2 separate regions of the Mus musculus genome follow, and region 2 is linked to region 1. A link is a contact called in public promoter capture Hi-C data. All regions are on one chromosome and are shown on one strand. Each heading gives the region's core, a stretch centred on a gene start, on an enhancer-like site or on the middle of the called end of the contact. The rest is flanking DNA. Distances are from core to core; before and after follow the strand shown.

The links. Capture Hi-C pulls out chosen DNA fragments and counts their contacts.
Region 2: a promoter capture Hi-C map of adipose tissue shows a contact between it and region 1. The contact joins the promoter of Siglecf here to the promoter of Zfp819 in region 1. A contact is called at or near these places in 3 of 39 promoter capture datasets (the 3T3-L1 cell line, the C10 cell line and cranial neural crest), 1 of 115 datasets of contacts at active chromatin or transcription factors (embryonic stem cells) and 2 of 9 other capture datasets (adipose tissue and liver).

What each region holds. Positions count from the first base shown.
Region 1 is chr7:43,604,849-43,610,047 of GRCm38.p6, forward strand. It overlaps Zfp819 (zinc finger protein 819), which reads left to right and starts at 2,321. Exons shown (of 5, transcript NM_028913.3): 1 at 2,321-2,426; 2 at 4,938-5,130. The coding sequence starts at 5,059.
Region 2 is chr7:43,349,000-43,354,198 of GRCm38.p6, forward strand. It overlaps Siglecf (sialic acid binding Ig-like lectin F), which reads left to right and starts at 2,342. Exons shown (of 10, transcript NM_145581.2): 1 at 2,342-2,421; 2 at 2,525-2,585; 3 at 2,648-3,010; 4 at 3,169-3,447; 5 at 3,623-3,670. The coding sequence starts at 2,549.

The sequences.
Region 1 (5,199 bases), core at 1,071-3,570:
GTTTGGGGCCCTTCGGGTCCAGTGCCAGCCAGGTTGAGTGGCTGGAGGTTTTCTAAGAGTCATCCCAAGAGGGAATGAGAGGGTATGGCTGACACTGTTCCCATGGATGAGAAGGGGCCTGGAGGTGGGTTGCAGCAGCCTGTAGTCAAAGGTGTGCTCAGGACTCAGGGAGGACAAAACAAGGACTCTTGAATTAAAAAGCCAGTTAGGGTCACACATTTCCTTAATCCCCATACTTGGTATGCCTCTGCAGGAGAGTAGCTGACTTCAAGGCCTTGATGAGGTACACAGTGAGTTTTGGTCAGTTTGTGATGTAGAACGAACGTCACTATGACAAAACAACAACAGAAGGAAGGGTAGGCTCACAGAATAAAGGTCCTGGTGCCCGTGCTTGTCTGTAGCTCTTCTAATCCAGGAGGAAAAGGAAGTGATGCGTCAGAAGAGGTAAGGTGCACTGGGTCTAAAAGTGTAAGCAGCCTGAACTAGCCATAGCCCCCTCACTCTACAGAAGACACTAGGAAATGAAAATATTTCTGGAGGCTCACGAGATGGAAGGCACATTAAACAGAAGGGGTGGTTGTCGTTTTTCATTAGGCAGCAGTAGATTGACCTTACCCCCTCCCTGCTTTTCCACTTGGTAGCCCTGAGCCAAACTATGGGAACAAAGCCTCATTTGCCACAACTCATAAAACAGCAGATATAGTAATGCCTCTGGCATACAGCTGAAAAGAGTGTTTGGAAAATCGGGCGATAGCTAGCTGATTCTTAGTCATACTTATGACCTGCCAGGTAGGGGCTGAGGACTTGATGAGCCCCATTCTCCATCAGTTCCCAATGCCAGTGACCCACACCTGCATCCTCATTTTACTAACGGGACCTTACTTAATACTTTTCTGTTGCCAGAGTTTACAAGTGGGAGGAAGAGTTGGACGTTCCTGGGCTTTGTCTGTTTGGCAGTGTCTATATGGTGACCTTCACATAGGGCTTTCAGCTCATAGTGGGCAAATGTTGGGTGAGTGGTAATATGATCCTTGACTTTGCAGGGCTTTCTGATCTCTTTCAGACCCTTGAATCAGGCCAAGTCATTCACTCTGTAAATTGTCCCTGCATGTCGTCCCCACATGCTGCTGCTTGGCCTCTCCCTATCCTTGTTTTCCTCCTCGCCAGCCAGTTCAACACTGTTTCTATTATGCACTGGCCGTTGTAGCTGCTGTTATTGTTGTTTGTTTATTTCTGTTTTATTTCGTTTTTAAATTCTACCTGTAAGTGAGAATAGATACTTTTCCTCAGGGAAGCATGACATGTTCCAAGGATGTGTTAATCCTGAGATTCGTCAGAGAAAAACCAATTCCAGCTTTTGGGCCAAATTTAAAGCAAGCTTCATTAAATATTAAATACTGACACAAAAATGGACTTAGGTCAGAAACATTCCCTGAAATTTCCCAGTCTCCAGCCACGTGTTGCAGGCGTTTATAAGAACAAACCTATAGGCCATGTACTTTGCCATGAGAAGGTTGATATTTTCCAAGAACTACAATTCCCAAGTCCAGTGTGATGGCGCAGGTCTTTAATCCCAGAACAGGCGGATTTCTGAGTTCGAGGCCAGCCTAGTCTACAGAGAGAGTTTCAGGACAGCCAGGGATACACAGAGAAACCCTGTCTTGGGAAAAAAAAAAAAAAAAAACCAAAACAACAACAAAAAGAACTACAATTCCCAATATTCCAAGAAGTTACCGGTCCCTGGGTAGGTGGGGCTAACATTCATTTTTGGTTCGCAAGAAGGCTCATTTCAGATCTTTAATGTTCCATATGGCTTCACTTCCCATTTCCCAATAACTCTTCCTAGTTTTCAAGTTTTAGAAAACTAGAAGAAAAGTCTTAAGTCCGTGTGAAAACATGGAGAAATTTTTTTAGGAATATGCAATATAAATGTCTCTTAAATTCGTGACTAAGGAGCCTCAGACTTTTAGTCTGTGACATTCCACATGATCCATGGATGTACGGAAATGAAGTACTCTGATGATGACTTTCGCATAATTGAAATATGGACATAGCCATAACAATATGGGAGTGGCGCGTGGGTGGTGGTAGTGGCAGAGTGTACACCGTTATAATTATTGGCAAAGAGTATCTTCGCACGTGATGGTAGGCATGCGCAACACAACTTTAGTGCTTGCAAGCGATAGGGTATATGGGCAATACCGATTTCCGCCAGAAAAGTGGCTGAGGTGAAGTTCATTTTAAGTAGGTGTGTCCTAGAGCGTCCATTTCCGCTTAGATCGTCACGTGGTTAGTTGTTATCGTTACCAGGACGCCGCGGGAGTTTGGATTCTGAACACTGGGGAATCCTCAGCGTCCACCCGGCGTGCCGCGTGCAGAGCTCTCTGAAGTGGCTGCGCAGGAAGGATGCTGGCTGCTGAGCGCTGGTTTGTGTTGAGTGATGACTGAGGCAGCTGTAGGGGGGTGCCGGTGCGTAGCTGGGGTGGGCGTCCTGTGGGGGTCGGGAGAGCAGGGTCGAGGGTGGCGTTGGAGCCGGCTACTGTGAACCTGGGACTGGTGAGTCTGTGAGGGCGACCGTGCTGCTTGCATAACTGGGAGTGTTTGCTTTAGACCATGACTGGCTGGAGTCCGGATCAGACACTGGCATGTGAGAGGCGAAAAAGTGAGTAAAGATGGAAAATGAGTGTATTCGTGGTTTTGACTTACACTGGGGCTTCAGCATCCTTGGTCTGTCCAAGCCTAAGCAGTGTCAGAATTGATAGAAGGGATGGAACGATCTTCACAGCTCGTAGCTGTGGGCTCGAGCCCGCAGAACTGGGAGAGGAGCCTTTGTTCAGGTGCTGGGGACCCGATCTTTGGGCCATTTCCCTAATATTTCCCAAAGGGGAGCTGGTGCTGAGAAAGAAAAAACATTTGGAGCTTTCTAATTACCAGAATGAATATTGGAGTCCTTGAAGGTATGTGGGTGAGTCCGTGATGGCCATGGGACCCCTATGAACATGGCAAGGATGTGTGATGGGCAGTTGAGCAGGGTGGTGCTGTAAATAAGTTTTAGGGAAAGTGATTGGTCTTCTGCAGCCCCGACAGGTTGGCCATGGTCTAGTACTCCTATTGAAAAGACTAAGCTAGTCATGGTGAAAAGCAGAGAGGAGGGGGCAGTTCAAATTAGCCTCCTTGGGCAGTACCTAGCACCCTAGCCTCCTCTTTCTAGGATCCAGCCCGTACTACCTCCTATGGTAATCGGGAGGAGACGCCACACCCTGCCAGACAGCTTTGTTATGTAAACTTCTTGACAGGCAATTCTTGATCTCTTGAATCTCCATGACTGACTGGGGTTACTTCTTCTTCTGTGGCTAGTTTGAACTTTCTCAAGCAGAAGTCTAGACTAAAGAGGTTTACTTAAGTAGCCCAAGCTGGTCTCAAACTTGGCAGCCATCCTCCTGCTTCTGCTTCCTGAATGTGTGGTGTAGCTTGGGAGTTCCCAGAAATTTAAAGGTTTTTGTTGTTGTTGTGTTTGTTTTTGTTTGTTTGTTTGTTTGTTTTTTGTCTTTTGCTTAATTGGCCGAGTAGTCAGGGGACACAGTTATATGGGATCCTATCCTTCCGAGTTCCTTCTTCTGTTTTCTCAGCAAAACCCCCTGTGGTTTCACCTCTACATTTTATTTCCCTGTTTATTTTAAAGCTGGTAGATGTATGACCTTTGTCAAGTATGCAGATTGCTGTTGGGCGAACTTGGCTGTTAGTCATCTTCTACTCTGAATATTTAAGGGGTTGTTTTTGGGTGTGTGCGGTGGAATGGGAGATGGGCAGCAGACACTAGCAGTGGTCTATTTTATCTGTCTGTAGCTGGTGCTAAGCTGATTCAAGTCGTCTTTAGGGATGTATAGTGTGGCTCTAAGTAACCGAACCTTAATGTACTGGCTTTCCCTGGGTGCCTTTCGAGAACACATGCTGTTAGTTTTTGTTTTCAACTCTTCCTCATGTGATGTATGTGCCTGTTTGGCGAATGTGGGTGCATGTTGTGGCTCAACGCTTCAGGTCTTCCTGGAGCTTAATTGCAGGTGGTTGTGAGCCACTGGTGTGAGTGCTGGAATCACCTTTATTCAGACTTGTAAAATAGCAAACATAGACTCAGCATCTGCTAAAATGGGACATTTTTACAAACACACACACACACACACACACACACACACACACACACACACACACACACACGTTGGACAGGACAAAGGAAGGAGCAGCTGTTGTTAACTCTCCATAGAAAACAGCAGCTTAAACTATAAATGAGATGCTCGTAGTAGATTAGAACATCATTAAACAGAAAGAGGTTTTTTTTGGTTTTTCGAGGCAGGGTTTCTCCGTGTAGCCCTGGCTGTCCTGGAACTCACTCTGTAGACCAGGCGTGCCTCTGTCTACCAAGTGCTGGGACTAAAGGCCCAGCTCAGAAAGAGTATTCTTTTATGTATATTTTCTTTACTGCCAGGCAAATGCTAAGCAACATGTATCTTCCTTTGTTGCTTACTATCTTCTCTTCTTACAGTTAAAAGGTGAGGGAATCTCCTCTGAATTCTTCCTAACCATTAGTTCAAAATCATGGTCTTTTGTTTGTTTCCTGGATCTTTGTAAAAGTAAGAATTGAGCCGGGCAGTGGTGGCGCACGCCTTTAGTCCCAGCACTTGGGAGGCAGAGGCAGGCGGATCTTTGAGTTCAAGGCCAGCCTGGTCTACAGAGTGAGTTCCAGGACAGCCAGGGCTACACAGAAAACAAGCAAACAAACAAACAAAAAAGAAAGAGTTGGGCTTTTTCTTAACCATGTCTACTACTTATCAGTATGTCTATAATACCTGTCAGGTAGGGGCCCTCAAAACTTCATGTACAAATGTCCGCTGAGTGTCCCACAGTCATTGACTTTCCAGGACTTTCTGGTGTCTTCGTAGATTCCTGAGTCAGGCCAAGACATTCATGCTGCTGACTTTCTAGCACAACCAAGCTGAGTTCTGCCTGTCAGCTCTACCCAAAGGCTCCACATGCTCACCTGAATCCTGAGGGAATCCAGACATGGCTGCTGACATGAATTTCTGTCAGAAGCTCCAGAGACTGGGAACAGAGGAGCAGGACGGGCCGTGTGAGGTGAGGAGAGGCGACTTTGGTTCCATTTTTCCAGAACTAGAGTGGAGACATTGGAAGTATCAGATTGTG
Region 2 (5,199 bases), core at 1,092-3,591, 260 kb before region 1:
TTGTTTTAGAGGGATCTTGGGTACATTTCTCCAGCTACTAGTCAGGACATAGTGGGGTAACTGGCAGACTTCTGGTCTAGAGAAGATGGCATTGACTCACCACCTCCTCCTTTCTTTAAGTAAGAATGCCTCAGAAAGAATGCAAGAGGCAGAATAAAACAGGCTGAAGGATGTGTTGAAAAGGCCAGCTGTTTTGGGATTTGAGATTAAGGGACAAGATAGAAGAGGGGCATCTGCATCCCTGTCACACACACCCTTTACCAGGAGAAGAGTCTTCAAAACCTATCTGAGACCCTCACTGTACAAGGCAGTGATGTGAGGTCATGGGCTCACCCATCTCCTGCGTGGAACAGGAGCCCTCCCAACAGCATCATGCTACTGCTTCATCTTTCCCTGACCTTCGAACCAGTTTCTTTAAGCTTCAAGCAGAGACCGAAGACCAGACATTCAACACCAGACTGAGGCTGCTGAGACATCAGCCTGTGAACTAGCAAGCTTGGTCTCTAATGTGAGGCAACCATTATTTAGACTACCCACATAGTATCAGATTCAAACAGTCCTGTTCCTTTAGAGAACCCCAATACATACATACACACACACATGCAAACACATGTATGCACATGCACACAAACAAACACACGTGTGTGCGCGAACACACACACACACACACACACACACACAGCAGCTTCAACGTGTTTATTTTTCCTCAGTACTGAGTCTGGAAGCTCTAGGTCAACCTCTTTACAACAGAGAGTCCTCTGACACCTCTTTCTTTGGCCTGCAGAGGGAGTGTACTGGCTAGTTTTGTGTCAACTTGACGCAGCTGGAGTTATCACAGAGAAAGGAGCTTCAGTTGAGGAAATGCCTCCATGAGATCCAACTGTAAGGCATTTCCTCAATTAGTGGTCAAGGGGGAAGGGCCCCTTGTGGGTGGTGCCATTTCTGGGCTGGTAGTCTTGATTCTATAAGAGAGCAGGCTGAGCAAGCCAGGGGAAGCAAGCCAGTAAGGAACATCCCTCCATGGCCTACTCATCAGCTCCTGCTTTCTGACCTGCTTGAGTTCCAGCCCTGACTTCCTTGGTGATGAACAGCAGTATGGAAGTGTATGCCAAATAAACTCTTTCCTTCCCAACTTGCTTCTTGGGCATGATGTTTGTGCGGGAATAGAAACCCTGACTAAGACAGGGAGTCTTCGCCCCATGTCTTCCTGTGGATGCCCTGTGTAAGTCTGTGTCTCTGGTGGTTAACCTCTATTGGAAACTTGAGGTCCAGACTCGCCTGGGACATGGGCCCTCAGCATGCCTTGGGTGATTATCATGATTAGATTAACTGAAGTGAGGAAACCCACCCACTTCTGGTTTCATAGGTTAGGATCCTAGACTATACAGTGACCTGAGAATAGTCCGTCACTTCTCACTCTGCTTCCTGACTGAAGGTGAAGTATGGCCAACCACTGTACACTCCTGTAGCCATGCCTTCACCATCACAATGGATTGCAACCTCCAACTCTGAGCCAACAGAAACTATTTTTGTTTTTAAGTTGCTTTTATCTGGATATTCTATAACAGCAACAGAAAAGTTATTTAGGCAATTAGAGTTCCAGTCTCCTCCTCTTCTTTATACATTAAACAACTATTGAATTTTGAATTCCCCCCCCCCCTCTCTCTCTGCCCACCACGGTTTGAGTGTGCCACCAAGCAGTAGTAGGGGGTCAAAGGGCAACTTTTGAGAGTTAGTTCATTCTTTCCACAATGTGAGTGGCTGGCCAATGTCTTTACCTGCTGAGCCATGTCCCTGATCATCAACCTTTTCCTTTTTTAAAAAAATTATTTATTCATTCATTTTACATCCCAATATCAGCCCCGCTCTCCTCCCAGTACCCACTGTACCCACTCACACAGACTCTTCCCCCATCCTCCCTTCTCCTCTGAGAAAGGAGAGACCTCTGGGTATCATACCACACCCCTACCACCACTATCCTCCGCCCCCCAGCACCTCACACACACACAGTGCATCAAGTCACTGCAGGACTGGGTGCATCCTCTTCCACTGAGGCCAGACTAGGAGGCCCAGTTATGAAAATGGATCCACACGCAGGCAACAGACTCAGGGAGGGTTCCAGTTGTTGGGGAACCCACATGAAGATCAAGCTGCAGATCTGCTACATATGGGGTAGGGGACCTAGGTCCAGTCTGTGTTCCCTCTGTGCATTAACCTCTTTCTTAATACAAACAAATGAGAAACAAATGCTACAGTTCAGGAGTGGAGGGTGGGTCTTCCTCATCGACTTTGCCTCCCATGATGATACACATGAAAAGTGGAAGTGTTTACTTTCCAGGGCCTTGATAGTGCTGATAACCTGTGGGTGGAAAGTTCCCTCTCTGTGGTCAGTCACTCTGTCTCTCTTCATTCCTGGACTAGGTTAGTAGGACGACTTCTCAGTCCTGTGACATTGAAGCCTGTGACCCTCACCCCAGGGATCCACTTCAAACTGATCAAGTTTTCTTTCTCTGGCCACCCACAGGAACCTAGAGCCTTTCACTGTGTGATGCGGTGGGCATGGCTGCTGCCCCTGCTGTGGGCAGGTGAGTGGGAACAGGGACCGGGCTAGTGGGACAGGACCAAGATAACCCTCATTTCTTTGCAGGGTGCCTGGCTACGGACGGTTATTCGCTCTCAGTGACTGGTTCAGTGACAGTGCAGGAGGGCCTGTGCGTCTTTGTAGCCTGCCAAGTCCAGTACCCCAATTCCAAAGGTCCTGTCTTTGGCTACTGGTTCCGGGAGGGGGCCAATATATTCAGCGGCTCTCCAGTGGCTACAAATGACCCACAGCGATCAGTACTGAAGGAAGCTCAAGGTCGATTCTATCTCATGGGGAAGGAAAATAGTCATAATTGCTCCCTGGACATCAGAGATGCACAGAAAATCGACACAGGGACGTACTTCTTCAGATTGGATGGTTCTGTGAAATACAGTTTTCAGAAGTCAATGCTCTCTGTGCTTGTGATAGGTAAGTGAAGAGGGGATATGTGGAGGTCCTTGTTCTAAAAGCCTTTGGGTGCCCTGGAGACCGCATAATGAGGTTGGTTGGGAGAGAAGCCTGGCTTGAAATAGGGTCATACATAGTGATCCCCAGCACATCTTGTGTCTCTATTTCTCTCTGTCCAGCTCTGACTGAGGTCCCTAACATCCAAGTCACATCTACCCTGGTGTCTGGCAATTCTACCAAACTGCTCTGTTCTGTGCCCTGGGCCTGTGAGCAGGGGACACCCCCCATCTTTTCCTGGATGTCATCTGCCCTCACTTCCCTGGGCCACAGGACCACCCTCTCCTCAGAGCTGAACCTCACACCCAGGCCTCAGGACAATGGCACCAACCTCACCTGCCAGGTGAACTTACCTGGCACTGGTGTTACTGTGGAGAGGACTCAACAGCTCAGTGTCATCTGTGAGTGTCCAGACCTGGGTCTCTGGGGAGGGGAGATTAGGGGTGTGGGATGGAGGGGTTAGAACTGGGTGATGGTTCCTGAATGCTAAGACTGTGGGAGGAGAAAAGACCAATGGGGTGGAATACCTGCAGCCATCTTTCCTCTGAAAGCAAACAACCATATGTGTCTATGCAGATGCTCCACAGAAGATGACCATCAGGGTGTCCTGGGGAGATGACACAGGTAGAGTCAAATTTCTCCTCCCTGGGATGGGTACAGGGACTGCCTCTGCAGGAGATGAGCAGGTATTCTGGACCTCAGGCAGGAGGAAGCTCAGGATTCCCCCACCCCTTACTCATATACTGCAGTCTCCCCATTATATCAGTTATCAGGGTTCCAATATATGGATTGTAGTGAAATATAATTCTGCCGATATAAAAATTTAATAATAATAGTTCTTGATATCTAATGACTCCTGTCTTGGTTGACCATACACAGATATCCTTGCATGCACATTTAAACACCCATATACATGCACACACATACACATACACACACACACACACACACACACACACACACACACACACACATACACACACACACATCTTCTTCACACACCACTTTGCAATTTTATCATTTTTAGTTCATTCTTTAATTTTTACTTATTTATACAGGATGGAATTATACCACTGAGCTAAACCCTAGACACTTTTTAAAAAGAGGTTCCTAAAGAAATTAACTCCCCTCAAAAGCCAGGCCCCAAACTGAACTCAAAGTTACAGGAAGCCAGCTCTCTGGAGATTACGGAAGCAAAGCAACTGATCTCAACCCCAGACACCCAGTGGGTGCAAAAAGAGACAAGGACCTCCCCAGTTTCAAAACAGCTTGGCTAAGGAAAGCAGCTAACTTCCTTATTCGGCTCCTCTTTCCTGTCCTTAGCCACAAAACCCCCAGCTTGAAGTATATAACCTGCACCCTACTGAACTCTGGTCATTGTGTTTCTGAGTCCGTTCCCTGATCACTGAGTCCCGTTCCCTGATCACTGTGTAGCCCAAAGAAACCCTCTGGGATTAAATAAAGCCTGCCCTAGGTGTTTGAGGTTGTCTAGAGTCTCAGCTCTTGTGCCTTCCTATAAACCTAATTCTTACTTATGCTTGTAGTTCCTCCACAATCAAACTCACACCGCCACAATACATGTGTCGGTCAATGGCAAGGGACTGAATTAATTTTTCCCTCCTTAAACTTAGTTTTCTTGGAGATTTCCTCCTTCACACATATGACTGACACCATGGTTTTCTAGTGCTATGGTAATGCATTTACCCACTCATCTCTTGACAGAACACTGGCAGTCCTTGCCTTTTATTCAATAAATGACTTACATGAAAACTTTCTACATTTGTGAACATGTCTACAAATTTTTTTTTTCCTAAGGAAGGAAATCCCAGAACAGAGGATCATTTGTATTTCCCATACATAACTGCCAAACTGCACAGCATGGACTTTGTCTTATTCACATTTCCGGGAACAATATCTTTTCTTAACAAATAGACCCACCCTCCTGATGTCATGTGTGAAGTCGCTGTATTTTTCATTCACATTATCATCCGCTCAAGAAACTGAGTCTCTCTTATGGTGTTTATGCTGTTTATAGTCTGTGAATGTGGCTCAGTTCATAGAGTATTATCCTAGCATGCAAGAAATCCAGGGCTGAATCGCCAGCATTGTATAAACCAAGCACGGCAATCACACGCCTGAAATCCCAACACTGA